Linked DNA regions of Mus musculus: regions 2, 3, 4, 5, 6 and 7 are each linked to region 1. Evidence: chromatin contacts called from public Hi-C and promoter capture Hi-C data. All regions are on one chromosome and are shown on one strand. The core of a region is the stretch at or near the end of the contact, and the rest is flanking DNA. Distances in the headings are between cores, read along the strand shown.

Region 1 (3,860 bases), core at 628-3,127:
TTTCTTACTTGTAAATCAAGTGACATAATACTCTTAAACAGTGAATAACTAATCTGATTAAAACGTGTAACTTATAAACTCATGTACTTAATTATTCTTAAGCATTACTCTAATGAGCAATTTAAAATATTTTTGCTCCTGGCCATCTGTTAAGGGCCTCTAATTAGTTCAAAGTAGTAATTCAGATCAATGTAATTTTAAGAATAAGTACCTACGTTAAAATATCCGCATAAAGAAAAAGTTTATATACTAGTAAAAAGAACTACACATCTAGTTTAGTTGTAGAAAATACTTGTAATTTGCACAACGGTGTTTTCCTCTGACGACCAGACTATTTAGAAGGGCGAGGAAGGCTACTTTCTAAGTGGCTCGAATGCTAAGTTAAGAACAGGTAAAAACACTCTTCAGGGCTAGTATGGTGCGGCTGATTTCCTAACGGGGATGTGATGTAACACTGGAAGCGATAGGCTGACAAAGGGGGTGCAGAAGCCAGAGTGAGGACCGAGCAGGCGGGAGGCAGAGGGCGTGCAGCCTGCACTGGGCGACTTCGGGCGTGGGCTGGCGGCCACAGGCAGTGAAGCAGCCGGAGCCCGGCCGCCAGCGGCGTGACATCTGGCGTGCCGAGCCGGCAGGGGGCAGAGCAAGCAGGGTGTCACGTGGAGCGGGCGCTACGGGAGCCGGGAGGGGAGAGAGAACTAGAGGGGGGTCTTCCCCAACGCTTCAAAGACTGTTACTCACTGGAGTCGCGGACTCTTCTTGCCCTGAGCAGGAGACGGGGGCTTCGCGGCCGCGGGCTGATGCCCTGGGCCGTCGGGAGGCCTGTTGCTGGGGCTGCTCCTCCGCCGGCGGGGATACTCGGCCTTTCTCCGGCGGGACACAGCGGCAGCGGCGGCGGCGGCGGCCGCAGCGGTCCGGCCGCGGTCCCGACCTCCCCTCAGCACGCGGCTGCTCGCGGTCTCTGCAGGCGCCGCCGGCGCCGCCGCCGCGCCGGGCCGGAGCTCCTCCGAAGCCGCGTCGGCCGCCGCTGCTGGGCCCCCTTCCTGGTCCTGCTGCTCCGGGGATCGCGGCTCCTCCGTCTCCCCCGGCATCGGGGCTCGTCCGTCCCCCACCCCTGCGTCCCAGGCGGTGGAGGCGGCGGCGCCCGCGGCGCAGCTCCCCCCGCCCCCCTCGGCTCCCGGAGCGTCCGGCTCCCTCACTCCGGAGCGCCTCTCTCCCCCCCGCCCCTCCGCCCGTTCCGAGGGCGCCCCCCCCCACCCGCCCCCTGCCACTCAAGCCAGCGACCGCCGGCGGCGCGCACGCGCGCACCCGGACGGACACGCAGCGGGCCAATCGGAGGGGAGGATCGGCCCCCCTGGCCCGGCCCCTCGCGGTCTCACACGCAGCAGCGCACTCGGTGCCCTCCCCCACCCCTTCCTCCAACCAATCAGGAAACGGCTCCGAGGGAGAGCGCGAGGTTTCCTTGCCCGCGCGCCCGTTCTCACCGTTAAACGGCTGCGTCTCGCGACAATCCCAAAGTGACCTTTCTCCCCCCCCACTTTGGAGTTCGGCTCAAGCTAGGGGCGGTGGGAGGGGCAGGGCTGGCGAGGGCGGAGGCGAGGACAAAACGCACCGTTCTCAGCCGCGCGCGCACCCCCCTGCCGGCTGCGCGCGCACCTGCCTCCCGGAGGCGCCGCTGTCCCCTCAAGGGTTCTTACTAGCCTAAGAAGTAGCCTGGACGTTATCCCGCCTCCACCCAGACCCCCACCTTCCTGCTCTGGCCTTTCTGTCCCCAGCGCCGCCAGCTCTCGAGGGGAGAAGTGGTAAATTATTTGAGTTGCAGCTTCTCCTTTAAGAAAAAAAAGGCCCTGTCCGTTGCCGGATGAAAGTCTCTGAAAAAATGGCGGCGATAGGATAGAGGCGGGGCCGAGGGGACAGCGCGGGATAGTCGTGAGGCGCACGCGCAGGGCCAACTTCGCCGAGGGCACTCTGGGAGACGTAGTCCTATTTACTCTGCGCTTCCAGAGAAATCATGGGAAACTAGAGGCAGAGGGAAGGCTGGGAGCGTCTATCTGAGGTCTGAGATTACGTTTTAGCGAGGCATTGCTTCCGGGTTAGGTCGCGACGCCTGCGTACAACTGGCAAAAATATTGAGCCAATTACAGGCTAGGGGTCCCTGGGAGAGAATCCTACTTCTTTTAATCTTTTTTTGTGTAAGTGCTCCGAAGTGCCCTCGTCATAGTCTTTACTTACTTCGGTCTGGTCATTTGACGCCTCCTCTGCGACCTGTTAGCTACGCTCCTTTTTATTCCTCCATCTTGTGTTGAGCCTCTCACTTGTGAAGCCCAGGAGGTTAGGGACTCGTTCTGCGTCTGTCAACTTAATTTTAATAAAACGTGTAGGACGAAGTGTAAAGTTGTTTCCTGGTAGGGATGGGGCGCCACGGAATTGCCGTTGGCTGTGGTGCTGGAGCTGGAGAGCCGGTTAGCGTGACTCACTGATTTTTTTGTGGATAAGTTAGCTGTCGCTCACGTTCTCCACCCCGAGGCTGAATGCCTTTGCGGTCTGTAGATGTTTCTGCGGCACAGGAAACACAGTCATAATAGCAGCTCTGACTAGCGTTTACAGCTAAGTACCTTCCTGATGGGGAAAGGGGGCTTTCCAATCGTTCAAACCGCAACTGGTGGTAATGCAGCCTCTTATACGTTTGTATGCATTTCTTTCCCTCTTAAACATTGTTTGCATTCCTTGGGTTGCCTTTTACACATTGCAACCAGGAAACGACTTTCAAGGAGACTCCTTACACTTCGAAGATGCAAACGTCTTAAGTTAAAATCTACACAACAGTATGGAAAGATACAAAGTTTGGAAATCTGATTCAGAATTTTATATTAGCCATTAAATTTTAGACTTTTAAAGAAGTTCATTTTTCTTTCTTCTTTTCCTCCCAGCATCTGGCTCATTTGCCACACAGATAAGGCAAATGTTTTATAGTCTACCGAGTTTTGCGCTTTCAAAGGATTAGTGTCCTTTTCAGTTCTAAAACCCGACGGTATCAGTAGGAATGAATTTTCTAGCGCTGTTTGCAATGAGCACGTTTGGAACAGCACTGACATCCAATGGCTGCTTAAAGTAATACAAAAAGCGAGCCTCTTAAAAAAGGTTTTAGTAAAATGAATGACTTGTTCCTTTTAAAAGATGATCATTACAAAACTATCCCTTTATTCTATTCTTCTAGCCAGTTATTACTCCCTATTCCTGTTAGTCTCTTGGTAAACACTGGGACAAAACCCACTTCACAGGGCCATACTTATAGTTCTTTATATACTGCCTTTTCTAGGCAATTTTCTGTTAAATGCGTTTGTTGTTTGTTTGTTTCCTTTTGAGATGAACAAAGGCACAATAAGATAAAAATCTACCTCTCTCACCTTTTTGGAGAAATTGTGAACTGAGCAGGAATTGTAATTCAGATTCTGGAAGCTTAGTACCCAGTATCTTAAATCTTCTCAATTGATTCTTCCTTATTCTGTAGACGTTTGAATGTTGAATAACTGGATAAACCAGGATCAGAGAATTCAAAAGTGAACCCACTTCTCTTCAACTTTAAAGAATCTATAATCTGGGCCAGTGAGATTGCTTAGCAGATAAAGGCACTTTGCTGAAAAGTCTGATGAATTTCATCTGTGGGACCCCAGTGGTACAAGGAGAGCGCTTTCTTACTCTTACAACTTATGAATGCCTACATGAGCACACACACACACACAATTATTAAAACGTCTGTTTTAAAAAATCACAGTTTGTATGGGAAGTGAGGTCAGCTGTACTAAGTAAGTACAAATAGTGAAATGAAGTTGATGCTATTTAATCAGAAATTTTAAGAAAGG
Region 2 (3,860 bases), core at 900-3,399, 4.2 Mb before region 1:
ATCATGCGACAACCTTCAATAGCCTTGATCCAGGGATCAGGAACCCATGCACATCCGCTGGGGGCCGGGGGCGCTGCCCGGATACAGCGGCCCCTCACTGAGCTGTTGGGCTATGTATACTCTGGCTCAACCCCAGAAGCCTCAGGGAAATCACCAGGCGCCTTTAAACAACATCCCACTGGGACAGGAACAGACGGACAGCCCAGGCCAATTAGGAACTAGAAAAGAACATCTCTGTGAGGGTGAACACCCAGAACAGGGGGTTAGCTGCAGCAGCCCAGCTTGCTGCAAGCCTCCCAGTCAAAACCTTCCTAAAACAACCCTTTGGCGGCCTTGGAGTATAATTTAATCTTCCTTTGATGACTCCAGATTTCACCCTGCCTCAGGTCACTCGGAGAACATCAATAATTGCTGAGTCCAGGTGGTAAGCGAAGAGGAGGGGCTGGAACAGGGTTTGTCATCTGACCTTGCTTTGTGGTAGAGGGAAGAGCTGGCAGGCACTTCAGCAGGAGGATCCCAGGCCTAACTTGGAGGCTGGATGCCACCTTTAAGAAAAGGGCCCAGGAGACAGGAAACCTCAACCAGACAAAACAGAGAACCCCAAGTGGGCCATCTCTGATCCTGCCCACCCCACCCCACCCCACCTCCCCTGCATTGCAGGTGGAATGGGGCATCTCCGGGGGGGGGGGTCCCAGAAATGGTAATAGTCAGCTAAAAGCAAGCCAGTTGTGACTTAAAAGGCAGTGCAGGTTAAGCAACTTTGCTAAGAAAGAAGCAGACTTCATAGAAAACTCTGGTTCACACCAGAAGCACAAGTGAATGCTGGTGATCCTAGCAACTGAGAGGAGTCTAAAGCTTGAGGACTGCTGTGAGGCTTAAAGGCCAGGCTGAACTATATAGCGAGATCCTGACTCAAACACTCAAAGAGGAGAGGAGAGGGAAGAAGCAGAAGAGAGGGAGGGGAGAGGAAGGGAGGAAGGAAGAGGCGGAGGAAGGGGAGAGGGAGAGTGTGTGTGTCTGTGTGTGTGTGTGTCTGTGTGTGTGTGTCTGTGTGTGTGTGTGTGTGTGTGTGTCTGTGTGTGTGTCTGTGTGTGTGTGTGTCTGTGTGTGTGTGTGTCTGTGTGTGTGTGTGTCTGTGTGTGTGTGTCTGTGTGTGTGTGTCTGTGTGTGTGTCTGTGTGTGTCTGTGTATGTGTGTTTAGATGCTTAAGGGCAGAAATGGACTTGAAGCCACACCCCTGACCTACTTCCTGCTGGGGACCCTAAGCTAGTTACTTAACTTCTCCGTTTCCTAACTGACAGTCCTATCAGTAGGGCCTGCCATAAGTGTGTCAACCAAGTTTCCAGCTGACTGGTAGACCCTGTCTTAGACATGTCTGTAGGAGAAAAGTAACCACAAACCACAAGACTCCCTGCCCAAGCTGGCTCTTGGGTGAAACTGAATGTACTTAATTCAGTTTGTGTTGGCTTGTTAGAATTTCTGTTTTATACAAGAAATGCACATTATTAGGTAATTAAACCGTACTCATAGAAATAAGCAAAGCCATTGGGACTGCAGAGAGAAGCCAAAGAGCAGCCGGTGGCATAAGTCCACAGGTAGATGGGAGATGGTCACTTGTGTTTGAGACTCAGACAGGGATGGCCCTGGTGTTTCCAGGAGCCCAAGGCACGGTACCTCTGAGACCATAAGGACCAGTGCTTGGGCCTTTCTGTCTGAGTGTGTTCTAACATTCTCCATGAATCTACTCAGGAGCCGGGTATGAAAGATGATCCATTGCAGGAATGCTGCCTCCCATGTGCAGGAGCACCTCTCTTGCTGGTTGTTCTCCACTCCAGGTCCTCTGAACATCAGCTCAGAGGCACTCTGGACACGCAGACCTGAGTCCTTTTCCAGATTCTCGCTTAGGAAACATGCCCTGAGCCACTAAGCCCTTTGTCCAGCAAGCAGCCTCTAGGCTCAGCCACACTCCACTCCCCAGCCCCCTCTCCACCCTATCAACAGCCTTGGCTGAGGCAGCCCTTTCAGGAGAGCTGGGCTTGGTGGGTGCACAGCATTCCCCCTGCCGGATGTTAATCTTCCAAAGAAAGTCAAACATTAGCCCAGGAAACAGCTTATGCCTTATATAAGGCACCCCAGGGGAGACACAAACAGCTTGTTAGAGCTGAGCTGTCCTACTACAGCAGCTGCTGGACCCTAGGACAGAGCACGGGCAACTGCTGCATCCAGCTCCAGCCCAACTGAATCCAGCTCCAACCACCAGGTGAGACGGGATTGAAGACCCCCAAGTCTAGCACCCAAGAACACCCCAAAGCCAGGCTTCCTCACTGTAACGCTGTAATTGGTCAAACCCCTAAAGCCTTCAGGGACCTACTTGGATTCTTCTGATACTCCAGCACAGGGGACTCACCCCAGGGAACAGCAAGGAGGCTTGGAGCTTGAGCAGATCCTTCTTAGCCCACATGAAGCAATCGGAAATGTGTATTATCCTCTCTCTCACCCTCACCCACACCCCGCCTGGGCAACCAACATCCAAATCTGGACCTTTGGTCCCTACTATGTGGCCCTGTGCCTACACATCTACGACCTATAAGCACAGGGCCACATGCCTGCATTCACATGACCTTCAAGAGTGCAGTTTAGATGTGCACATAGCACTGCATCCACACTGGTATCCCATATCCCTCTCTGCAACTGTGTACATCTTTATGCATCCACACACCAGAACCCCAAATCTTTACACATGTAACTAGGTACATCTTCATGCATGTGATTCTATGATGCTCCACAGGCCTACATACAATTCACACACACATACACACACCTCTTCTTGGCCTGATGCCTTGCCTACAGTTTTGGTTCATCTTGCCTGGTGCCATGACCTTCTCCGAGATTCTGGACCGTGTTGGAAGCATGGGCCCCTTCCAGTACCTGCATGTGACCTTGCTGGCCCTCCCAATCCTCGGAATAGCCAACCACAACTTGCTACAGATCTTCACAGCCACCACCCCTGACCACCACTGTCGCCCGCCCCCCAACGCCTCTCTAGAGCCCTGGGTACTCCCCTTGGGCCCAAACGGGAAGCCTGAGAAGTGTCTCCGCTTCGTGCATCTGCCAAACGCCAGTCTTCCCAATGACACCCAGGGGGCCACCGAGCCATGCTTGGATGGCTGGATCTACAACAGCACCAGAGACACCATTGTGACAGAGGTATGTCTGGCACCCTCTCTCCTTCCACCTCACCTTAGGTACTTCCATATACCGTGCAGCACTTGTGGATAGAAAAAACACAGGGGCCTAGATTTCCTGGGATTGAAAGAATGGGAACTGGGCAAAGAGGAAGGATCCCAGTGCTAATGCACAAGAACTGAGTGGTTTGATTCGTTCATGCCCAAGCATTCCTTCAACAATCTATAGCGTGGTATTGAGCTCCAGTGATGCTGAGCTGTACAGTCTCTCCTCCTAGTAGGGTGTTATACAGCCTTGTGGAATAACTTGTTACCTCATGCTGTGCAGTGACCTTGGGCTGCAATCTTCCACCCTTGGACTGGTTATAGGGACAAGAAAAGAGTAGCTTGAGATGAAATCACTTCAAAGAAGCATCCCTGGAGCTGAGATTAGAACAGCAGGCAAGGGGTTAACTAGACTAGAAGAGGAGCATTCCATCCTGTGCAAAGCTTTGCGGGGCTGGGGGAGGGGTGGTGCAGGGAGGCTGGGTAGCAGAGGGATTTCACATTGCAAAGGTTGGAAGGCTCCTGGGTGGATCCAGAGGGTGTCAGTCACTCACATAAGTGTCTGTATGACCTTACTCCCCAGTCACCCTATGGAGTGGCTGATTCTCCTACCTATCATTTCCAGGAACT
Region 3 (3,860 bases), core at 748-3,247, 4.1 Mb before region 1:
AAATAAAGACAATGTTCCCAGCCTCCCTGCGGCTAAATCCGGCGCGAGTGCGGGGGTGGCGAGCGAGCCGGGCGGGAGCTCTTCTCCCCGCGCTGCCTCCCTTCTTCCCTCGTGCCTCAGTTTCCCCAACTGGTATGAGGAGACCTAGCCAAGCTAGGCGGGAATGCAAAAAGCGTGATACAACAGGAGGTACGGGGCTATAGACCCCTTCTTCTGTAGCTGCACAGACTCCAGAACGCTGCACGGACCAAAGATGAGGACACTCAGGAGGAGGCAGAGGAAAGCTGGACACCCTCCCCTCCCGCCCACAAAATAAGTGTTTTTATTTCTAAAGGGACATGTGCAGAGGCGGTGGGAGAAAAGGGAGAGCAAGAAGAATGGGGGAAGGGGGCAAAGAGGAAGCTTGATTCAGACTCGGAAATGGATGTGGAGGCCTAACTCCCCCACTCTAAACCACGTGTACACGCACAAGTACACGCACCCCCACGGCTCTCCCAACATGCAGCCCGCAACCTAAGGATGGCCCAGTAGGGGGCAGCCTGCCACAGAGACTGCTTGTTTTCTGACCTAACCCTAAGGGTCTAATGCCACCGAAGGTGGGAGGAGGAGCTGTTCAGATCCTCTGACCCCGACACCCCCTCCGCCCCAAACTGTAGTATATGACCAAACACAGAGAGAAGGCGCACTGGGTACCCCTTGGCAGCCTCAAGAGTACAGATGCCCCCACACGTACCTGCCACCTGTGTCCCGTATCTGCTGGCCCAAGCCCCAGAGTCGTCGTCAATTTCTTCCTTTTCTGGTTCCTTTGGCAACTGAGCTCCAGTCTCAACATTGGTAGGAAAATGAAGAGAGAAGGAAGAATGGGTGTGCCCCGGACTCCAAAACCCTGAGCTTAGAGCTCACCTGGAACCTACCTTTAGCTTTCTCTCCTCCATAAAGGCAATCTTGATTTCGGTCCTTCCCACCTCCCTCCCAGGGCTTCATCACAGCCCATGGGGCAAAACACACAGGAGCTTTTAGTGTTTCCAATTCTCCTCGGTGGTCAGCTCTCCAGGAAGTCTCTATTGGGGCATTGCTGGACCCAGGTCCCTATGACAAAGCCCCCAGGGGTTGTCTCTATCTCCAAGGAGACTCTACACAGAAATCCAAACCAGCCTGGGGGGGAGGGGGGATGAGGGTCAAACCGTAGGCTGAGAGGAGGAGTGGCTCGTACTTCCCAGGTACACACCTGTGAACCTAAAGTGGGAGTCAGGGGAGACAGTTTGACAAGCAGGGAGGAGAGCAGTCTGTCTGCCTGTCTGTCTGTCTACCAAGGGGAAGCTGGAGGTGGAGCAGTCAGGGAGGTAGATGCTACCTCACTTGTCAAAATTAGCCAATTCCACAGTTGGGCAACACTCAGACATACACTGAGCACAGACACACGCTCCCACATGCGTTCTGGCTCCAGATTGGCAGGGTCACACCTGGATTTACGTAGGCTGCATAATGACATGAGCACACATGTCATACTACACATGCCGGACCCTGAACAGCATATGGAACAAACACAGTTTCTCCAGTGCTCCACAAACCAGATACACATATACCCTCACACCAGACCTTTCCATACACCAGAGTGCACTGCCCAGCATGCGGGCATGTCACTCCGTCCCAGGGTGGGTGAGCCAGCCCTCTGGGTCTGGTCCAAGTTGGAACCTCTCACGTGAGGCCCAATGTGTCATTTTCAAACAGAAGGAATTTAGCTCCCTCACAGCAGGGAGGAAGAGCAGGGTGTGTGGCTGGGTGGGTGGGTGGGTGGGCGCGTGGGCATGTTCATGGGGGGAGGGTATGCAAAGGAAGCAGGCATGTGAATAATGGGGCATGTGTGTCGGGGCATGTGTGTTGGGACATGGTGCACAGGAGTTGGGGGCTTTCCGGTTGGGTGGGGGAAGGTGCCCGGGAAACAGAGTGTGCCTTTGTGAGAGGGTGTGTGTGTGTGTGTGTGTGTGTGTGTGTGTGTGTGTGTGTGTGCCGCCAGTCTGTGTGCAGTGGGTGTGGGTGTTTGTCTCCCTGTATCCGCCTTCTCTCTCCTCTTGGACTTTTAGCTTTCCTGGGCTCTCTTTCCTCATGTCCTGCCTCCTCCCTCTCGAGGCTCAAAGTGGGTGCCCTTGTGGACAAGGGGGGCACACTCCAGGACTTAGTCCAACCCCAGATGCTGCCTGAGGCTTCCCTCCTGCTCCCCCTCCCTTTCTTTCCTCCCTTTCCTCCCTCCCTCTCTTTCCCTTCCTCCCTCCCCCCCAAGGCTGGCGTGCCAGGGGGTGGGACATGCCAATCACTGGCTGTGCCTCTCCGGCTGCCAGCACAGGGCGCAGCTCCCCCCGGGAGCCAGGTGTTTGGGTCCCAGGAGACACTGCAGGCCCCCGGAGAAGCACTGAAGCTGAGGACCCTACAGACCCCTCTCCGGTCCCATGGTGAGTACATTTGGAAGGGCTTGGGAGGGGCTGTGTTGAGCTGGGTGCAGAAGCATCAGGGTCCTCTGAGACAGGGCAGGGACAAGGATGAGACAGGAATGGGGGTGGATTCTTGAAAGGGGAGGTGGCCAGGGAGGGGTCTAGAGGCCAAGAGGGCTCTCTAGCAGTGGGCATTGGCTGCTACAAACACCCTGTCTGCTGCTTCTCAGTGGATTTATCTGATGTTTTTCTGTGCTTTAGCTGGCAGAAGAGGTAAAGACCTTCTTAGGAAACTCAACCTAGACTTCAGAAGAGATTAGATGGCTGTGTGGTTAGCAGATCCCCCAGCACACTAAAGGCAGAAGGGGAAGGGCAGGAGGCAGCCCTGGCTACCAGCACCTAGTTGAAGAGTGACCCCATGTACATACTTTTGGGGACACCAGTCCCAGAGCCTCCTTCTCTCCTCCTTCAGGAAACCCTGAATCCTACCTCCCCTATCCACCTTCAGCCCCCCAAGATGGATTGAATGAGGCTGCTGGCCAGATGGACAAGCTGGATGCCAAGGTGGGTGTTGGGCCAGAAGCCAGCAGGAGACCAGGCAAAAAGCCCCAGTGCTCTTTGGAGACAGATAAGCACATGGATAGCCACACCACCCAGACAATGTGGTCCTGGCACGCGAGGGGACCCAGAGGGCCCTCCCTGTGTTTTTGTATCTTTGGCTTGCAGAAGGCAGGTTTCGGGCAATACAAGGGTACTGATGCACACACATGTTCCCTGACTCCAGTAAGGATGAGTTAAATCCAGAGGCTCTGACTCTTGGAGTTGCCACCTCTAAGACAGGTGTCTGGAGAAGGGGCAGTTGGCTCATGGAAATTTCTTCACCTTAGAGGTTCTTAGCGCCAGTGGAGAGGGGTTCAGTTCTTCTTACAGTGCACATCTATCTGCAGCTCATCCCATTGGCTCAGTGACCCCTGCCTCACCGGCTAGCAGTCTCCAGTAGCCAGTCTCCTGTCTCAGAGTAACCAGCTACTCCATGAGCTGCCCAAGGAAAGCTTTCTACCCTCTGATCTCAGCTACAAGGCAAACCATGATCGCTGTTGAGATATGTAAGAGGAAGAGATGGTAGGACAGGGCTACAAGGTATCATTCTAACCTCCATGCTGGACTGGAAGCTTTGGCTTTAATGGATCTTGAAGAGCAATAGGAAGTTCTAAGTGTCCAGAAAGGTCTAGGCAGAGCTGTCCCAATATACAGTCAGAGAAAGCGAGGCTAAAAAGGCAAAATGAACGTACCCATAGCCCCATTAGGGAAACATAGCAGCCCCATCGGTAACTGAACCCCATTCTCCTCACCCTCAGCATAATACTGTGTTGCCTCCTCCATGAACAGGAGGCTAGGATATGGTGGGAAAGGGAAGGGTGTAGCAAGCTT
Region 4 (3,860 bases), core at 634-3,133, 4.1 Mb before region 1:
TAAACACTACAGAATCCACGCTAAAAAAAAAGCTGGGCTGTGATGTTGCACACCTTTAATCCCAGCACTCAAGAGGTAGAGGCAGGTGGATCTCTGTGAGTTTGAGGCCAGACTAGTCTATAAAGTAAGTTCTAGGACAGCTAGGACTACACAGGAAAATCCTGTCTCAAAAAACAAAGACAAAGCTGGGCGTGGTGGCGTATGCCTTTAATCCCAGAACTCGGGAGACAGAGGCAGGCGGATTTCTGAGTTCGAGGCCAGCCTGATCTACAAAGTGAGTTCCAGGACAGCCAGGGCTATACAGAGAAACCCTGTCTCGAAAAGCCAAAAAAAAAAAGACAAAAATTAAAATACTTTTTTTTTCTTTTTTGAGACAGGGTTTCAACTATGTAGCCCTGGCTGACAAGAACTCATTATGTGGTACATGCTGAGCCGCTGAGCTCCTCAAACTCCTCCTGAGCCTGCATCCCTAGGGCGGGACTAAAGGCATGAATCAACATGCCCAGCATTATTTTTTCTTAATTAAACTTTAGATGTGTATGTACCACGTGTGTGTCAGGTGCCCATGGAGGCCAGAAGTGGGTACTGGATCCCTTGGAACTGGAACTGCAGATGGCTACTAGCTGGGAATTGAACCAGGGTCTTCTGCAAGTGCTGATTTTGAAATCAGGCTGCCTGGATTTATACCTTGGATCTGATACTGTTTATCTGGGTAACAGTCAGCAAATGACTTAACCTCTCTGGGACCCGAGCTTCTCACCCATAACTGTACCTTACCACCTTCCAACTTGGATTATTAAGTGAGGTCATGCAGAAGAGCAATTAGTATGAGAGTAATGATAATTGTTCGAAAGGCAAGCTTCTGCATATAGATGTTTGCTATATGCATATGACTATAATGCTACTGCACACTCTCAATAACCAGTCTATAGCTGCGACTTAGAAAACTGGTAAATTCTAATGATTGTTCCCCCCAGAGCTCTTTATATCTAAGACCACCCATGCATAAAATGAGGGTTATCCCTAACTTTTAGGAGTGTGGAATATTAACTCATATTGGGTGCTTTAAACGGTAAGCCCAGTTGTGTGGAGAATTGTCAGCCTCAGTAGTATAGCACTTATCTACACATGCACATAGCAGCAGCTTTAATCTATAGCACTGCTAAAAACAAAACATGCAACATGCTCCATAAATGACATCTAAATGCTGGCCCTACTTCATTCAATCCGGGCCAAGAACATGGCGAAAATAGACCAGGAAGCAAAACACAAAAATCGGTCTCCAGAATGACGTAGGGCTTCTAGTCCCGACTGGGTTTCCCTAAAAGGCTTCATGCAAGGAAGCGAAAATCCAACCGAGCTCAGCCCAGGGCCCAGTACCTGAGTCGCCCGCTGCGCTGACAACCTGGACATCAAGCCCCGTCTGCGCGCTGGGCGGCTGGCGGGGAACCGAGACACCGTCGGTGGAGTGTTCAGTAGGTTCAGGATCCATAGAGATGGATCAACACGCGGCTTAGCGTGAGTGAGGGTGAGAAATCGCCTCAACGTATGGATATTGGTAGTTGTGACCCAGACAGTCGAGCTGTATGGGTCGCGAACCAAAATCTCCAGCGATGACGTTTTACCCGCAGTGAGTAAGAACCGCCTAGCCGCAGCGCCAAAGGCGTAGCGTCGCACTCCCCTAAAGCGCCTGCGCCTCTTTTTCGCGCTGCAAAATCAGAGGCGGAGCTCTCCGCACGCCCCTTTGGGCGGATTCCTCTACCCACAATTCCTCCGGCTCGCACACCGCTTACCTTAGCGCCTGCGTGAGTCCTAGTCCCACCTCCAAATCCCGTGGGCCTTTGCGAGATGCTATTTATAGGCCACACGTTGTTCTTGTCGGCCTCATTTTTCCTTGTTCGGGGTAAGTACTCTACGTCTTTATGTGCTGTAGTTTTCACTTTGTTTTTTTCTTGTCTTTCTCTTTTTTTTTTTTTTTTTGGTTTTTCGAGACAGGGTTTCTCTGTATAGTCCTGGCTGTCCTGCTGAAACTCACTTTATAGACCAGGGTGGCCTCGAACTAAAATCCGCCTGCCTCTGCCACCCGAGTGCTGCGATTAAAGTCGTGCGCCACCACGCCTGGCTCTTGTCTTTCTCTTAATCAGCTTTCCTATAACTGCGGCTGGCTTTTATCACAAACACCTATCTGTCACTGTTGTGAACCGCCGCCTGTATTTTCTTACGTAATGTTTATTTCTGGTGATTTAAAAGACCCTCGTGGGCAGCGTTAATAAATGTGGACTTTGGTAATCTGTTCCGTAGTCTTAGCGGGGAGACCATGTTAGGGCATTCAAGACCTAAAGATGACAGGATTTTGTGAAGGACAAAATGGTGGCGGCAGTGCAAGGCCACCCCCTATGATGAGGACCTTTTCACAGACCTGTACTGATATATCTGTGAGGATAAGTAACTCTGAGGAGGCTGGCCCTACATCACAGCCTTCTCATCCTTTAGAGATTTCTTGGTGTAGAAGTAACCCGATGCTAACTTCTCTACAGGTTTGAGGTGCCACCTTACAAAAGGATGGGTGTACGCTCTCTTTTCAGAGTAAGTAGTGTTAATGGTTTTACCAGATTTTTTTGGTTGTTGAGTATAAGTTGTGTGTGTGCTACGGGGATGATATGAAAACTGAACTCTCTCTTTCTGATGGTTTAGTGGAGAAAACAAAAATTCTCTGAGTAGCACAATCTGTGGCAGGTATTTGGATTGTTTGGCATAAAGTCTTTTATTGAAGTTTGGGGTTTTTTTTTTCTGTTCTAGATGTGGTTCATCTCAAAGCCCTTTACACTTTGGAGCCAGGCCTGTTCAATTTTACAAATAACACGTTTTGCTTGTAGTCAGGTAGGTATTGATGGTTGGTGCTTCCTTAGGGAACATATTTAGATGGCCACTTAATGATGAACAATGTAAATGACAAGCATATGGCTGAGTTGCAATGATGTCATCTTACTACTGAAATGGGCTGAAGAAAGAAGGTGCTGAGGTGGCTGTGATTACATTTAAAAATGACATTGTTTCTCTGTTTCCAGGGTGCTGTGACAACATGAAGAGTTCGAGCTACCTCCCAGGATGAGTGCAGGTAATTGTCCAAGTAGAGCTTAGGGTTTCCCTAGGGAAAATAGTCAAGACAGACATTGAAGCAGCACAACACTTTTTTGCTGCTTACTATTTGTATTTCTAGAGGACACATTATGTTAAGGCCTTTGTTCTCTTAAAAACTCAACTGTCAGATGATTTGAAATGATGACACTGAACACTCCGTGAAGGTGTGAATTTATAGCATGTTAGAGTTCTGATGGCAGTTAGTGCTGACAGACAGATTGTAATTCTGTCCTGATGGTTGAAAATAACTACTTGTTACTCTTCCACAGGTTTTCCTGGTGACAAATCTCAGGCATTCAAAGGTTAGTTAGATTATTTTGGATGGGGTTTGTTCACTAGGTTTGCTGTTTCTATGATGAATCAAACTAGCTCACTATGACTGCTAATGAAAACACAGGAACACCTGAGAAACCAAAGGGTAGTGTGGGGGCAAGGGCCTTATATCCAGCCTTTTCAAGGTTTGTTATTTTTCTCCAGGTTCTGTTAGCAGTGCCATACTTGTGGGTTTACAGGTGAGTGATTCCAGTGTGTGGTGTGGTGTATGTGCATAGCATTGGACTGGGGTGGGGGGACCTAACTGAGAACGTACTTTGTGTATATATGATGACTTTCATAGAATCTCGTTCGGCTGATGATTGCTGTTGAGACTTGGAAATCTGATTTTTCTCAGAATGATGGGTTAGATAGGAACAAGCTGTTGCAGGATTTTTAACATTGCT
Region 5 (3,860 bases), core at 989-3,488, 4.0 Mb before region 1:
ACACATTTGTGTTATTACATACACCTCAAAGGGAACCTCTACTCAGGCGAGATTCTTATGCAAAACTCACTCTGGGCTTCTTGGGTCCCAGTCCTAGTGACTGGTTGTTTTAAGTCAGGATTTCATTGTGTATTGTGTGTCGTCGTGGCTGGCTTGGAACTCAGAGATCCATCTGCCTCTGTGTGTGTCCAACACCTCCGGAGTGTTGGTCACCACACTGAACTTAAGAACCCATGACTGCTTTAGGTGTCTCCCCATCCCCACTCCCCGTGATTGGTCTCCAAAGCATGTCTAGTTCCAGATTCTATGGGACAGAGAACCTGACTCTGACTTTGAGAGGGCAGGGGCAGCCATTTTAAGACCAGAGGATCGCATAAGGGATCGTTCCCTATTGGGAACGCTGGGGACCGCCATTTTAAGAGCACCCTCGGCGCGTGCCTCCATGCGGGTACGAACAGGCAGCCGCCATCTTGGGCATTGGCTGCCGCGCCGAGTCGCCCTGTCCCGCCCCACGGCCTCTCGGGCCACCTCCCCCCGGGGCTGCTGTCCCTGGGCCTGCGGAAACCCACCCTGCTCGCCCTTGTGTGGTTCTCGCCGCTTACGTTGCGCGCTCGTGTGAATGCTCCGCGGCTTCTGAGCGCTCGTTTTAACAACCCCCCACTGGGGGCGCTCGGGCACCTTATACTTTGCGATCTCCAATCCTTACAATGTCTAACGGGCTCGACTGGCCCTGTTCCCTGGATATGGCAAGTGTATCGATTAAGGATCCTCTTTCCCAAGAACGCTAACACAGACGTTGTCCTCTGAGGCTCTGAATGACTTTATTCTTCAAATGCCTTTACCTTTCATAGCTCCAGGTGAGCACCCGGGCATCCCCCTCTCCATTGCCTGAACGGATGGATCACCGAGGGAAACAGGCAGGATTTTGGCAGTTTAGCGGGGTCCCTTTATAGATAGAGTAGAAGGTGCTTGGAGTTAGCCTGAAAGGGTGAGGAGATGGGGTAGACATGGGTAAGGAGGGCCTTGTGCTTCAAATAATCTCCGGGTAAATGCGGGTAGAAGTGATCTACTACAATTTCCAATCTAAGGGCGGGTCTGGGAGGGGGCGATGAGTTCAGAGGAGGTCCACCGCTCTTCAGAGGAGCGCACAGAAGAACTTCTTCTCCCGGAAGGGGTTCTCGGAAGTGGGCACAGGAGTGATGAGGGGGTCCTCACAAGCGTGGGCATCACAGTATGTCATCAGGTCTGCTGCTGCCTTGGACACCTGGAACCCAGCCAGGAAGGGATACATTAACCAGAATTCCTGAAAGGGACTGCAGTTCTCTTCTCCAATAGACTATCTTTTTGTTTCTAGTGCCCTTTGAGACAGCCCTCTCCCCCAACGCCAGTCCTCGGGAACAACTTTGCTGACAAAGCCCAGTTTCTGCCACTGACCTCAGGGTGTCAAGAAAAGAAGCATCTTTTCTTGGGGGGAGGGGGGAGGGGAGGGTATTGCAAACCCACAGCTGAGCCCTGAAGGGCTGATGGGAGCCAGGGTCGCACCCACCTTTATCCGGCACAAGCTGGCCTCAATCTTAAGCTGTTCCACCATCTTGCGTGCTTGACCAATACTCATAGTGCTGTTAACGGGGGTCTCCCCTTTCATCCTGGAGTAAAGACAGTCAGCTGAAACACTCAGCTCTTCACAACCACACACCTGGGATTGTGCCCCCATTCTCCAGTGGCCATCCCAGGTTTTTTTTTCTTTCTTTTTTTTTTTTTTTTTTAAGTAGGGAGAATGGAGAAGATAAAATGAAATATTCTCCTAACCCCTGGGTCCTGGTCATCAAATTATACAAACGATTTAAGGATTTTAAGTCTTTGAGCCAAATATGTTACCAGCAATGAAAGCCTCAGTCAGAAAGAGCCCCACCCTGATGAAATCACATCAGCCACCTGTCCCCCCTCAAGCCCTGAAGAGAAAAAAAGCTGCTTTCTACTCACCTGAAGTAACAGCAGCGGCAGCCAGGGATGTAGGGTCAGTGGGGAGGGGGCACCAAACCCTGCCTCAGATAGGTGCCCCACCCTGCCAGGACTTGGAGCTAAAAATATCCGTAGCACTGACAGTTAATGCAGAGAAGGTCACTAGAGATGCTCAGACGAGATCCTTGGAGGGGTGGTCTCAGTCTCCACAGCTTAAGTTCTGCCCAGATGGCTGGTACCTGAAGGATGAAGGATGCTAGAAGGAGCTGCTGATTCTGGCGCATACCAACTGCCTGGACAGTGGGGGAGTCAGTCTGCTGTTTGCATCCCCTGTGCACACCCTCACTGCTGCTCTCTCACTACCTGCCCCTGCCATTGTACAAGTCCTTAGTCTAAACTAGATAGCTCCCCAAAGGGCCTGAGGCAGAAGCAGGCTCCCCTCTCAAATGGGGTGGTCTGGGCCTGTGACAGCCCCTGCATTAGAGTCTGTCCCCACTGCGGAAGACCCTGCTCATTTGAAAGTCTGACATCAGCTGGGCTGCTGCTCCCCCACCCCCACCCCCACCCTGACACAGCACTTAGCACCTGAATCTTGGTTTCTTTCAGTGACCCACCGTTCTTCAGAGCTAGGAAAATGTAACACTCTACAGGTGATCAGCTTCTAGATCACCACTTTCTACCACGTGAGTGACGCGAGCTGGGAGACCCAGAGGTAACCCATCAGGAAGATAGCTAAAGAAATGATACATCAAAGAAGAGAAGCTGGGGCAAGAGAGACATGCAGAGACCAGATCAAAGGATCAGACAAAGACGAGGTAAGGCACCTTGCCACGAGAGTTAGTGTGAATGTTGTGAACACAGGTGGGCTTCTCGGAGTGGGGAGTAGGGTGGCAAGAGTTGGCACTGGGGAAATAGGGAATCGATTGGAAATTTTTCATGTAATTTGAGTGGATTACTACTATTCAAAAAGATGTGCATTGGCCTTGCCTCCTGGAGGACGTTATCCAGACGATGCCACCATCAGAAATCTAGTCTCATGGTTTTTTGTAGGGATTTTGAGGTTGGCTGCATCACGTGGGTCACAGAAGGTCAATCACGCAGCATAAAAACTGGAGACTGAAAGGGGTTGAAATGCCGCCACGCTTGACTAGCGGACGGCACCATCTGCGCACACAACACACAAGATTCAGATTCTGGCAGGGTGCAAGGCTCTCTGAGCTCCAGTTGGACTCCTACAGGCCCAAGGAACTCTACTGAATTTACAAAAAACAAACAAACAAAACAAAACAAAACAAAATCAGCATTTATTTCACACCTCCATTCAATCACACTGAAAAGACAGGTGGTAAAGGTATGGGCAGAGGGTTGTGGTTGAGGCCTGGAAAGGAGGACCAAGGAGTCCCAGACTGCGTTGGAGATTATAATGGGTCCTTTGGTCACTTAACTAAAGTGTAATGGGCAGAGACACTGGGGAGCAAAGCATTTTACAGGCTCTGCCCTCTATGCAAGGCTCAGCCCCTGTAGGCGATTGACAGTTGGGCGGGGCTTCCTCGGCAGCCGGAACTGCCTTCTGTATATTGCCTGGGCAGCGAGAGGCCGGTGAGTCTGCCTCGCCGCGGTGGCGATCTGGTGTACACCGCATTACCCCAGGGGTGGGCGCCGCAGCGTCGGCCACAGGGTGCTGTGCGGGGGTAGGGGTCACTTCCTCCGTGAGCGAGCACAGGTCCAGGCAGAGGAAAGAAACTCTTGGGAGGCAATTTTGACTGCTCTAAGGCTGCTGGCTTTGAGCCAGACTGGCCGGCTGTGCAACCTTAGGCAAGTCACTCACCTCCTTGCAAACCTCTGGCATTTTGGATCCATGTCATCTGGGTTTCGAGAGAGATTTAAAGGCCTCGTTC
Region 6 (3,860 bases), core at 927-3,426, 3.7 Mb before region 1:
GATCTTAGGGTTTCTATTTTAAAACAAAAGAAATGAATGTTTGCCCAGTAAATTAATCAGCAGTGTTCTGATAGATAAACAAAATAATTATGCTTACTTTACAGCACTAGAGAGTACAGTCTTTTGAATTTCTTAGACCACTGCTACCTGGGTCTTGTAGACACATTATGACAATTATTTTCCTAGAACATGGCCAAACACAAAATAATTCACTCTGATTGCATTTCTATGACTTTTCGGAAACACAAACTCATTTCTTCTGAAGGAAGGAGTGGGAAAGAGCTTTGGGGCTTCTCTCAGCACCTCCCTTCTGACAGTGATGTGGGAGTCCCCTCCCCACATCATGCTCTGGCAGACACTGACCTTCTGACACTAGCTGCCTTGAAGAGTCTGATCCCACATCAGACTAAGGGGTTTTCTCCCACAAGAATGCTTCCTTACTTCAGATGCCAATTTTTAAATAGTAGCTTCTCTATAATTTCTGCCAGACAACTGCAAGCCAGTCTCCTGCTAGGGCTTCCTTTTCTAGAGCAGTTCACAGACTCAGATGTCTTACTAGTGTGTCATATAAAGGAGGCAGTTCAACACTGAGATGAACAAACACCGGGCAGGGTCTGGAAGGGTGCTGGGTATTGGGCCCACTTTTGCTGTGGAGCTGGGACTGGCATACGACCATACTCACCAATTTGGAGGTTTTTCCCATCCCCAAAATTCAGGGATAGTTTTTGGATTGCTTCATTGTGGGGGCCCCTTTTTCTTTTCTAGAAGATGAGAGGGGCTGTAAATCTCAAATTCCCACTTAGGGCTTGGTCTGTAAAATGATCAGTCTCCACCTAGAGACCTATCCAGAGTCAATTTTCTAGTCAGAAGATGATTAGTGACTTTACTGTTTAGCAGGGACCGGATATTATAATAAAAGATTCTCCCAGCATCTGTTTCAAGATTTTTGAGCTTAATTTGGGGGAGGCAGAGAAAACACACAGATGCAGAGGGGTAGAGGGAGGGAATGTACACACAGGTCTCAAAGCCGAAATGGCTACATTTTATGGTATGTAGAGTCTACCTCAAGACCCACAAATACCAAAAGTCTACACCTGTAAAGCCAGCACTTGGAAGGCTGAGGCTTGAAGATGGTTTCAGGCTATGGAGGGCTCTCCAACAAGATGCCTGGCTTTTAGTATTGAATTCTTAGGGGGCAGGCTATATAAAAGGCGAATTAACAGACTTAAAAAAAATTCTCAAAACAAGTTGCTTAGTGCAAAATGAGGAAATTCAGCACTGCATCTTGCTCTAGAGTATTATTTGACCACAAAGCCAGTCAGACTGAAGGATACCGCGTCGGTGTGGACAGGAACTTGCTCCGATTTGGCATTATTCACCTGGCAAGCATAATTTACCTGCGTTGAACTCTGGGTCGTTTTCCAGGACAGTCACGGCTCCTTCCACAGCATCTACCGCGCTCCCTCCCGCCTTGAGGATTTTGTAGCCCTCGGTTGCCGCTCTGGCGATGCCCTCGCGCACCAGCTCTTTCCGGTTGGCTGAGATGTTGCTTGCTCCGCCACCATGGACTACCACCACGAGACTCACATCGATGGAGGCTAGGCATCAGGAAGAGGCGAGTGTCATTTTGTACCGGTCCAAGGGAACCAACTCAAGTGAGCAGCAGCGTCAAAGTTGTTTCCGTTCAGTGTCGTCCGTCCCCCCCCCCCCCCCCCCCCCGCTCAGTGAGAGTTTTGTTACAAAACCCCAAAGCGACCCAAGCCTCCCAGCATTCCTCCCCATGCTCTCCCACTCCGACCTGGCAGGGGCATCTGTGGCTCAGAAAGCCTGGTGTCAAGACTCCGAGCCTGCGCTTGTGCCACAGCGCTACCCCTCAGCCTCAGTTTCCCCAGAGAACACCAGCCTCTATTTCGGCGCCAGTACTGAGGTCGCATGTATCAGAGCTCCAGCCCTCCTCCCAGGAATCTCTCTGTGCCTCAGTTTCCCGGGGTCCGTGCTCTCTGTTCCAGTTCACTCCACCTAGGGTCCGGGGTACCCTGAGGACTGGACTTCCCCACGTCCTTCGGACCTGAGCTCCTCGTCTCTGGTAAATCCTACATTTTTGTTCTTGTTTCTTTTCCCATACCTCGGACTGGCGGCGCCACGGTGCCGCGGGCGCACGCCATGATGTCAAACTGGCCAAGCCACCAGGCAGCAAACCGCTCCGCCTGCAACCGCTCTGCAGGCAACGGTTCCGCGCTTGCGCACGAGGGTGGGGGCCCGGGGCGCTGCTGAGTTACCGTAAAGCCCCGGGGTCCCTAGCGCTGCGCACCAGCCTTCCGGGACTCCAGATCTAGAATAACATTGCTTTTCTACTTCCCTAGTAGCACGCGGGACCCTTTGTCTCCTTTGCCTTGAAATTATCGCATGCTCTTAAGTCTTGCTAGTTAGAATGCTACATTAAAACCTTTTCCCTTTAAGTTCCCCATCTTAATCTTTCGGAAGAGAAGAAAATAAAGTATACCTCTGCCTCTAATTTGACAGATTCTGTTCATTAGACACTCTGAGAGCCCAGAAATCCCAGCTCCTCTCCTCCTCTAAGTCTAGGGATGCCAGCTCTAAATCCTTTCATCTCTCAGTGCCCTCTTTTTGTTGACATTTCTTCTTTCCTTGCTTCCAGCAGTTGTGGCGGCAGGGGTAGAAGACCAAACACTTCGTATTCACCAAAGGGATCCTAGAGTCTAGTTTTGTTCTGATAGTCAAAGAGGGAGAACAGATGCCAGTGACATCTACAGGTTTCTGTAGCAGTGACACCTAGGAAGAATGCCCTGCTTTATTATGTAAAGCAATTTTACTTGAATTATGAGTTTGTTTTTTTCTCACAACCTTTGTTTTCTAATTTTAAATTTACTGAAGCAATATTTTATTTTCGTTATCAATCGCTTTGTACTGTTTATTGGCTAGATGAGTTGGTGTCAAAGATAGACTTTCATTTTGCAAGTCCTTCTCTCTTTAAGGTGGGGCAACCCAGGCTCATATGTTAATGAAAAGGGCTGACCTTGTGTAAGACTTCCCAACCATTACTTCTGTAGACCTCAATAAACCTCAATAAAGATGGCTTCAAATGGTCAGGACCCGGTGGGTAAGTGCCAATTTTCCTAATATTTTTTCTTGTTTCCATCTTACCACCAACTAGAGAAAAGTTGTATCTGATTCCCCTAACCATCACAAAGGGCCATCTTTTCTAGTTAGTCTATCCCTAGCTTCCCTAGGCCAAGAGCATCCAAACAGGACACAGCCTGTTTCCCCATAGAGCCCTTTCCTACCCGTTTGCCTGCTTCTGAGTCTCTACCAAAACCAGTGGCTGGTTGGTTCCTTTGCATTAGCAAGGTTTGAGTAGATTTGTCTTGTCCTCATTGGGGTGGGTTTCATTTATTGTGTTTATTTGCTACATAATTAGAGATTTCTGCTTGAAGAAAGATCATATGCAAAAGAGATGTTGGAGAAGGGACCAGCCTTTGATTCTGGAAACCAGAGCATCAGGTCTGGTATTACCCAGTCTTGGTTGCCTGTCCACCTCCTTCCACAGTATTCTATGCTTTCCCACTAGTGATATCTTCACCCCTTTCTCTTTCTTCGAGAGACTTTACATCAGAATGTGAGGCTCTAAGAGTGGCTCTGCTATAGAGAGGAGTTTGAATTTGCTCTAGTTAAAAAGAAATTGAGATGGTCTCATACATTACACTCTGGCCTCAAACTTACTATGTAGTTGAACCTTGTAGGCATAATTTTTATTGTATACCGTGTAAAGATTATCCTTCTATTATTCAAAAGCTGATTTCTCTGTCCCCATATCTAGTTGCAATCCAGACAGGGCATTG
Region 7 (3,860 bases), core at 464-2,963, 3.3 Mb after region 1:
GAAGTGACAAACAAAGAGGTCAGTTAAGCAAAATATATTACTGACACTTTAAAGGCACAATTTGTCTCAGGGGCTCCTTAGGAAACCAGACATGAAATGTTGATCGTTTTGTTTTCCAGCTTGTTGTGTCTCTCTAGGACACACACACACACACCCCACCCCCACCCCCACGAGGGGGGGCTGGGTATTACTTGCAATTCTTGCCCAATTCTTCTATTTTACATTTCTGCCTTGGACTCTGAATCTTTAGTATCTAAATATTCATTTTCACAGCTAGTCTACACCAGCTCTGATGGTATTCATATAAAAGGGGTGAGAGGTTCACCTTCTTTGCTTCTTTGCTTCTTTGGCAAGGTATCTTTTTTAAAAGCAGAGTATTACATACAGACTTTACGTCCACAACTCCATCTGAGTCCTGGCATAGAGGCTGAATGTATGCATGCAGTGTATCACGGGGGTGGGGGGGTGGGGGTGGGGGTGGGGGTGGGGGTGGGGGATGGGGTGGGGTGGTGGTGGTGGTGGTGGAGAATAAGGCAAACCAGAGGAGAGACCTTGAAGTCCAAGACTTGTTTCATTCTTAAGTTGCAGCAATGGGTATGATCTTACATTGCAGCCCAGATCAACAGGAGCAGTTTATGAAAAGCATGAAATGTGGAGGCGCCCACTTCTATCTATAAAGTCAGGAAAAATAGTACGATTCTCCTCTTGATGTTTGAGACACACTGAATTGAATGAACCTTTTTTTTTCCCCAATACAACCTTGAATGAACAAGATATTTTCTATTTATTAGTAAACCACCTCAAATTAGAAGTATAAAAACCAAATAGAATTTTGCTCCAATGATACTAGTTTCTTCACTTTCTCCTATTTTATTCTCTCTCCCTCCCCCTTTTCTTTGCTACAAGGTCTCATACTGCTCAGGAAGCAATTCTCCTGCCTCAGCCTGTGGAGTGTGGAGTTTATGGGTGTGAGCCACCATATCTGTCTCTTTCATTTCATTCTGTACTACTTGGCGTTCTCCCAGAAGTCATCCTTAACTGTCACGGTGTAGAAGGGTCAATCCTACATTACCAGACTGTTTAACGTAGTGTGCTGGTAGGAAAACAGAAACCACCTCAGTGACCCGAAAAGTTGGAACGGATCAGGAGGCTCTTGGAAACTTGGGCAGCTTCTTTTTTTCTCTTTAGGATTCAGATTCCTATCTGGAGATAAGGAGGACAGTTCCGTCCACAGATCCCTCAGTAACCCCCAGAGAGCCAGTGACAATCCTTTCTCTTCCCTAGTAAAGAGCATCCCATCTTCTAAGATGGATCTTGGGTCAGAGGCCACTCGAGGCAGCTTCTTCCCAATGGCGTTTTAGAAATAGGAAAGGGCAGCCCGGCTGCAGAGAGGCCCGGAGCGCAGCGCGTGGGCTCCCGGCAGGGCTCCCGCAGCGCCAGCGGCCAGAGGGCAGGCCGAGGCCGCCATATTCTCGCCGACCACGCCCCGGCAGCCCAGCGGCAGCCGAAGGTCGGTGTCCGCCTGCCGGACCCGCTCCAACGGCCGTGACCGCCGCGCCGGAGCTCGCACAGAGGGAGGCGGCCGGCGAGCGGGGCGGGCAGTCGGGGGCGGGGCGAGGAGAGCGCGAGCTGTCCAGGAGGGGCCGCGGTCCCGCCCCTTGCGCTGTGCCCGCCCCCTGCGCCCGTCCTCCTCCTCCTCCTCCCGCCGCCGCCGCCCCCTCCCGGATCTGTGCTCCAGTTCAGAGAAAGGAGAAAATGTGTGTGTGTGGCGAGGGGGAGGGCGAGCACTGAGCAGCCGCGGCGCGCCTGGCAATCGGGCCGGGTGGGCGTCCGGCGGAGGCGGGGGCGGAGGCGGGGAGCGCGCGGCGGCCGGCTGCCCGGTTTGCGAGCGAGCCGAGTGGGCGCGGGCAGGCCGAGGGCGCCCGGAGCCGAGTCAGGCGGCGGCGGCGGCGGCGGCGAGGAGCGGGCGCGCCGGGCGCGCTGAGCCGTCGGCGGTCGCTCGCTGCGGGGCCGCCTCGGTGGATGAGCTCGGGCCGCTGGGCGCACAGCCTTGGGCAGCGTCGGCGGCGGCGCCTGGAGGGCCGCGCGCTCTCCGAGAAGGCGGCGTGTGAGCGCGGCGGGGCGCGGCGGCCTTTCCTCGCGCGTCCCAGGCTCCCGGCCCCGCTCGTTCCCGGCCCGCCTGGGCTGCGGGCCCGGCCGCCTCCTTTACCGCGGCTCCCCTGAGCTCGTCCCTGACGCGCGCCCGGGCGGCGGGGCTCCGCGGCCGCCGCTGCCTCGGGGGAGCGAGGGCGGAGGGCGTGTGTGCGCGCGTGTGAGCAGGGCGCCGGCGGGGCTGCAGCGAGGCACTTCGGAAGAATGACTCTGGAGTCCATCATGGCGTGCTGCCTGAGCGAGGAGGCCAAGGAAGCCCGGAGGATCAACGACGAGATCGAGCGGCAGCTGCGCAGGGACAAGCGCGACGCCCGCCGGGAGCTCAAGCTGCTGCTGCTGGGTGAGTGCGGCCCTTGGGCCCCGGTACCCCCCGCCCCGGCTCGCCGCTGCCCTCCCCACGCGCGTCCCCGGCCGGCACCCGCACCCGCACCCGCGCGCGCGCACCCAGGGGCCGAGGGCCGGGGCTCCCGGGCGCGGATCCGCGGCGTGCGCCTTTGGTGTCAGCTAGGGCCGTGCTCGGTGCACAGCGTCTGCGGGACGGCTGAGCGTCCGCGCGAGCGGCGCGGGTGGGCAATGGCGTGCAGTGCGGTGGTCGGCCAGCGTCCATTGTGGCGCGTTGTGGGGTGGAGAGGGAAGGGTGGAAACGGGGAGCAGACCCCGGTCTGGATTCTGCTAGGAAAGGTGCTGAGGAAGCCTTGGCTGGCGCTCCAATAAACCCGGGTTAACGTACTGGGCAGGGGCGGGGCGGGAAGACTAGCCCAAATGTGCTATACTGTAGCCACCAGGCCACTGACAGGAGTGACCCCAGAGAGTTGCATGGCCAGTGGATGGTGACAGGCGTCTCTATGAACCATTCCTTCCGGATAAAGATGAAGGATCCGGGAGTGTTGTACTGTGTGGTTGTTGACAGCAGACGGGTGTCTTTTGTTTAATGAGGCGACCCAGATGTATGCCTGAATTCACAGCAGTTTCTACTGGAAACCAGCGCAGCCTCTCAGTTACTCTCCTGGAAACAAACAGAAACCTTTTGTTTAAAACGGACATTTTAGTATCTTGCCATCTGGGCTCCAAGAAAAAACGGGAAGAGTGAGAGAAAATTTCCCTCTGATCGCGTTTAAAAAAACAAAACAAAACAAAACAACAACCCAACATTCTCCCTTAACATGAAATTAGCAAGAAAATGCTATTTTCAAATAGGAGCTATATTGATTATTATCTCCGAGAGAGTGTTCGGAATCAAGCGATCAGGGTCCATGTACAAGCTAGCATGACATAACTATTGCTATTGTGGTAGGAAGCAAGAACTGCTTTGCAGGAACAGGCCTGAAAAATGTCTGCACTTGTGTTTATTTGTTACCGCTTCACAAACATTTCTGTAAGAAAAGAATGTTGCATTGTTGGGATTTGAGAAGACACCCCCCCCCCCCCCGTTTTTTTCTTTTCATTTTTCTTTTTTTTGCTATCTGGAGCATTCCATGTGCTGGCTCCAAGAACCCATTACCTTGGGGCCTGGCTTGCTTATCGTCAGGAGCAAAATATCATAATCACACATGGTTCCCAATGCTGTTCCCTTCCCTTAACCAAGGTCTTTATATTGAAATCCAGTTAGGTAAATGTGCACATATAATGTGTTCATAAAGACTAGAAGGCAAGGGGCTGACTAGAAAGATGGGTTTCAGGGGGAATAAGCCAGAGCAATGGGGAAACTG

Evidence for each region. Promoter capture Hi-C pulls out the DNA fragments that hold promoters and counts their contacts. Hi-C and Micro-C count contacts between places; a contact is called where the count stands out from the background.
Region 2: a contact with region 1 is called in a promoter capture Hi-C map of pre-B cells, with 2.5 times the contacts expected there. A contact is called at or near these places in 2 of 39 promoter capture datasets (hippocampal neurons and pre-B cells).
Region 3: a contact with region 1 is called in a promoter capture Hi-C map of hippocampal neurons, with 3 times the contacts expected there. A contact is called at or near these places in 2 of 39 promoter capture datasets (cranial neural crest and hippocampal neurons).
Region 4: a contact with region 1 is called in a promoter capture Hi-C map of cranial neural crest. A contact is called at or near these places in 1 of 39 promoter capture datasets (cranial neural crest) and 1 of 484 Hi-C or Micro-C datasets (B cells).
Region 5: a contact with region 1 is called in a promoter capture Hi-C map of cranial neural crest. A contact is called at or near these places in 2 of 39 promoter capture datasets (cranial neural crest and hippocampal neurons).
Region 6: a promoter capture Hi-C map of pre-B cells shows a contact between it and region 1, with 2.9 times the contacts expected there. A contact is called at or near these places in 3 of 39 promoter capture datasets (frontonasal cranial neural crest, pre-B cells and second pharyngeal arch cranial neural crest).
Region 7: a Hi-C map of B cells shows a contact between it and region 1, with 5 read pairs. A contact is called at or near these places in 1 of 39 promoter capture datasets (pre-B cells) and 1 of 484 Hi-C or Micro-C datasets (B cells).

What each region holds. Positions count from the first base shown.
Region 1 is chr19:12,794,246-12,798,105 of GRCm38.p6, forward strand. It overlaps Zfp91 (zinc finger protein 91), which reads right to left and starts at 1,878. Exons shown (of 11, transcript NM_053009.3): 1 at 739-1,878. The coding sequence starts at 1,088. It overlaps Gm44505 (predicted readthrough transcript (NMD candidate), 44505), which reads right to left and starts at 1,878. Exons shown (of 13, transcript NR_024093.1): 1 at 739-1,878. It also overlaps a transcript of Lpxn not described here.
Region 2 is chr19:8,591,033-8,594,892 of GRCm38.p6, forward strand. It overlaps Slc22a8 (solute carrier family 22 (organic anion transporter), member 8), which reads left to right and starts at 2,150. Exons shown (of 11, transcript NM_001164635.1): 1 at 2,150-2,260; 2 at 2,851-3,207. The coding sequence starts at 2,875.
Region 3 is chr19:8,662,008-8,665,867 of GRCm38.p6, forward strand. It overlaps Chrm1 (cholinergic receptor, muscarinic 1, CNS), which reads left to right and starts at 1,998. Exons shown (of 3, transcript NM_001112697.1): 1 at 1,998-2,450; 2 at 2,902-2,993. It overlaps 9830166K06Rik (RIKEN cDNA 9830166K06 gene), which reads right to left and starts at 1,328. Exons shown (of 3, transcript NR_045314.1): 1 at 734-1,328.
Region 4 is chr19:8,721,604-8,725,463 of GRCm38.p6, forward strand. Snhg1 (small nucleolar RNA host gene 1) reads left to right here and starts at 1,884. Exons shown (of 10, transcript NR_002896.3): 1 at 1,884-1,903; 2 at 2,538-2,586; 3 at 2,800-2,880; 4 at 3,069-3,118; 5 at 3,411-3,443; 6 at 3,619-3,653. It overlaps LOC115489078 (a small nucleolar RNA gene), which reads left to right and starts at 2,390; the gene lies at 2,390-2,461. LOC115489084 (a small nucleolar RNA gene) reads left to right here and starts at 2,648; the gene lies at 2,648-2,722. LOC115489083 (a small nucleolar RNA gene) reads left to right here and starts at 2,929; the gene lies at 2,929-2,998. It also overlaps LOC115489082, LOC115489081, LOC115489086 and a transcript of Slc3a2 not described here.
Region 5 is chr19:8,837,008-8,840,867 of GRCm38.p6, forward strand. Gng3 (guanine nucleotide binding protein (G protein), gamma 3) reads right to left here and starts at 2,239. Exons shown (of 3, transcript NM_010316.3): 1 at 1,984-2,239; 2 at 1,547-1,646; 3 at 1-1,264. The coding sequence starts at 1,645. The coding sequence ends at 1,136. It overlaps Bscl2 (Berardinelli-Seip congenital lipodystrophy 2 (seipin)), which reads left to right and starts at 460. Exons shown (of 12, transcript NM_001136064.3): 1 at 460-857; 2 at 2,569-2,777. The coding sequence starts at 2,703.
Region 6 is chr19:9,133,390-9,137,249 of GRCm38.p6, forward strand. It overlaps Asrgl1 (asparaginase like 1), which reads right to left and starts at 2,177. Exons shown (of 7, transcript NM_025610.3): 1 at 2,126-2,177; 2 at 1,398-1,598. The coding sequence starts at 2,165.
Region 7 is chr19:16,130,971-16,134,830 of GRCm38.p6, forward strand. Gnaq (guanine nucleotide binding protein, alpha q polypeptide) reads left to right here and starts at 1,714. Exons shown (of 7, transcript NM_008139.6): 1 at 1,714-2,491. The coding sequence starts at 2,356.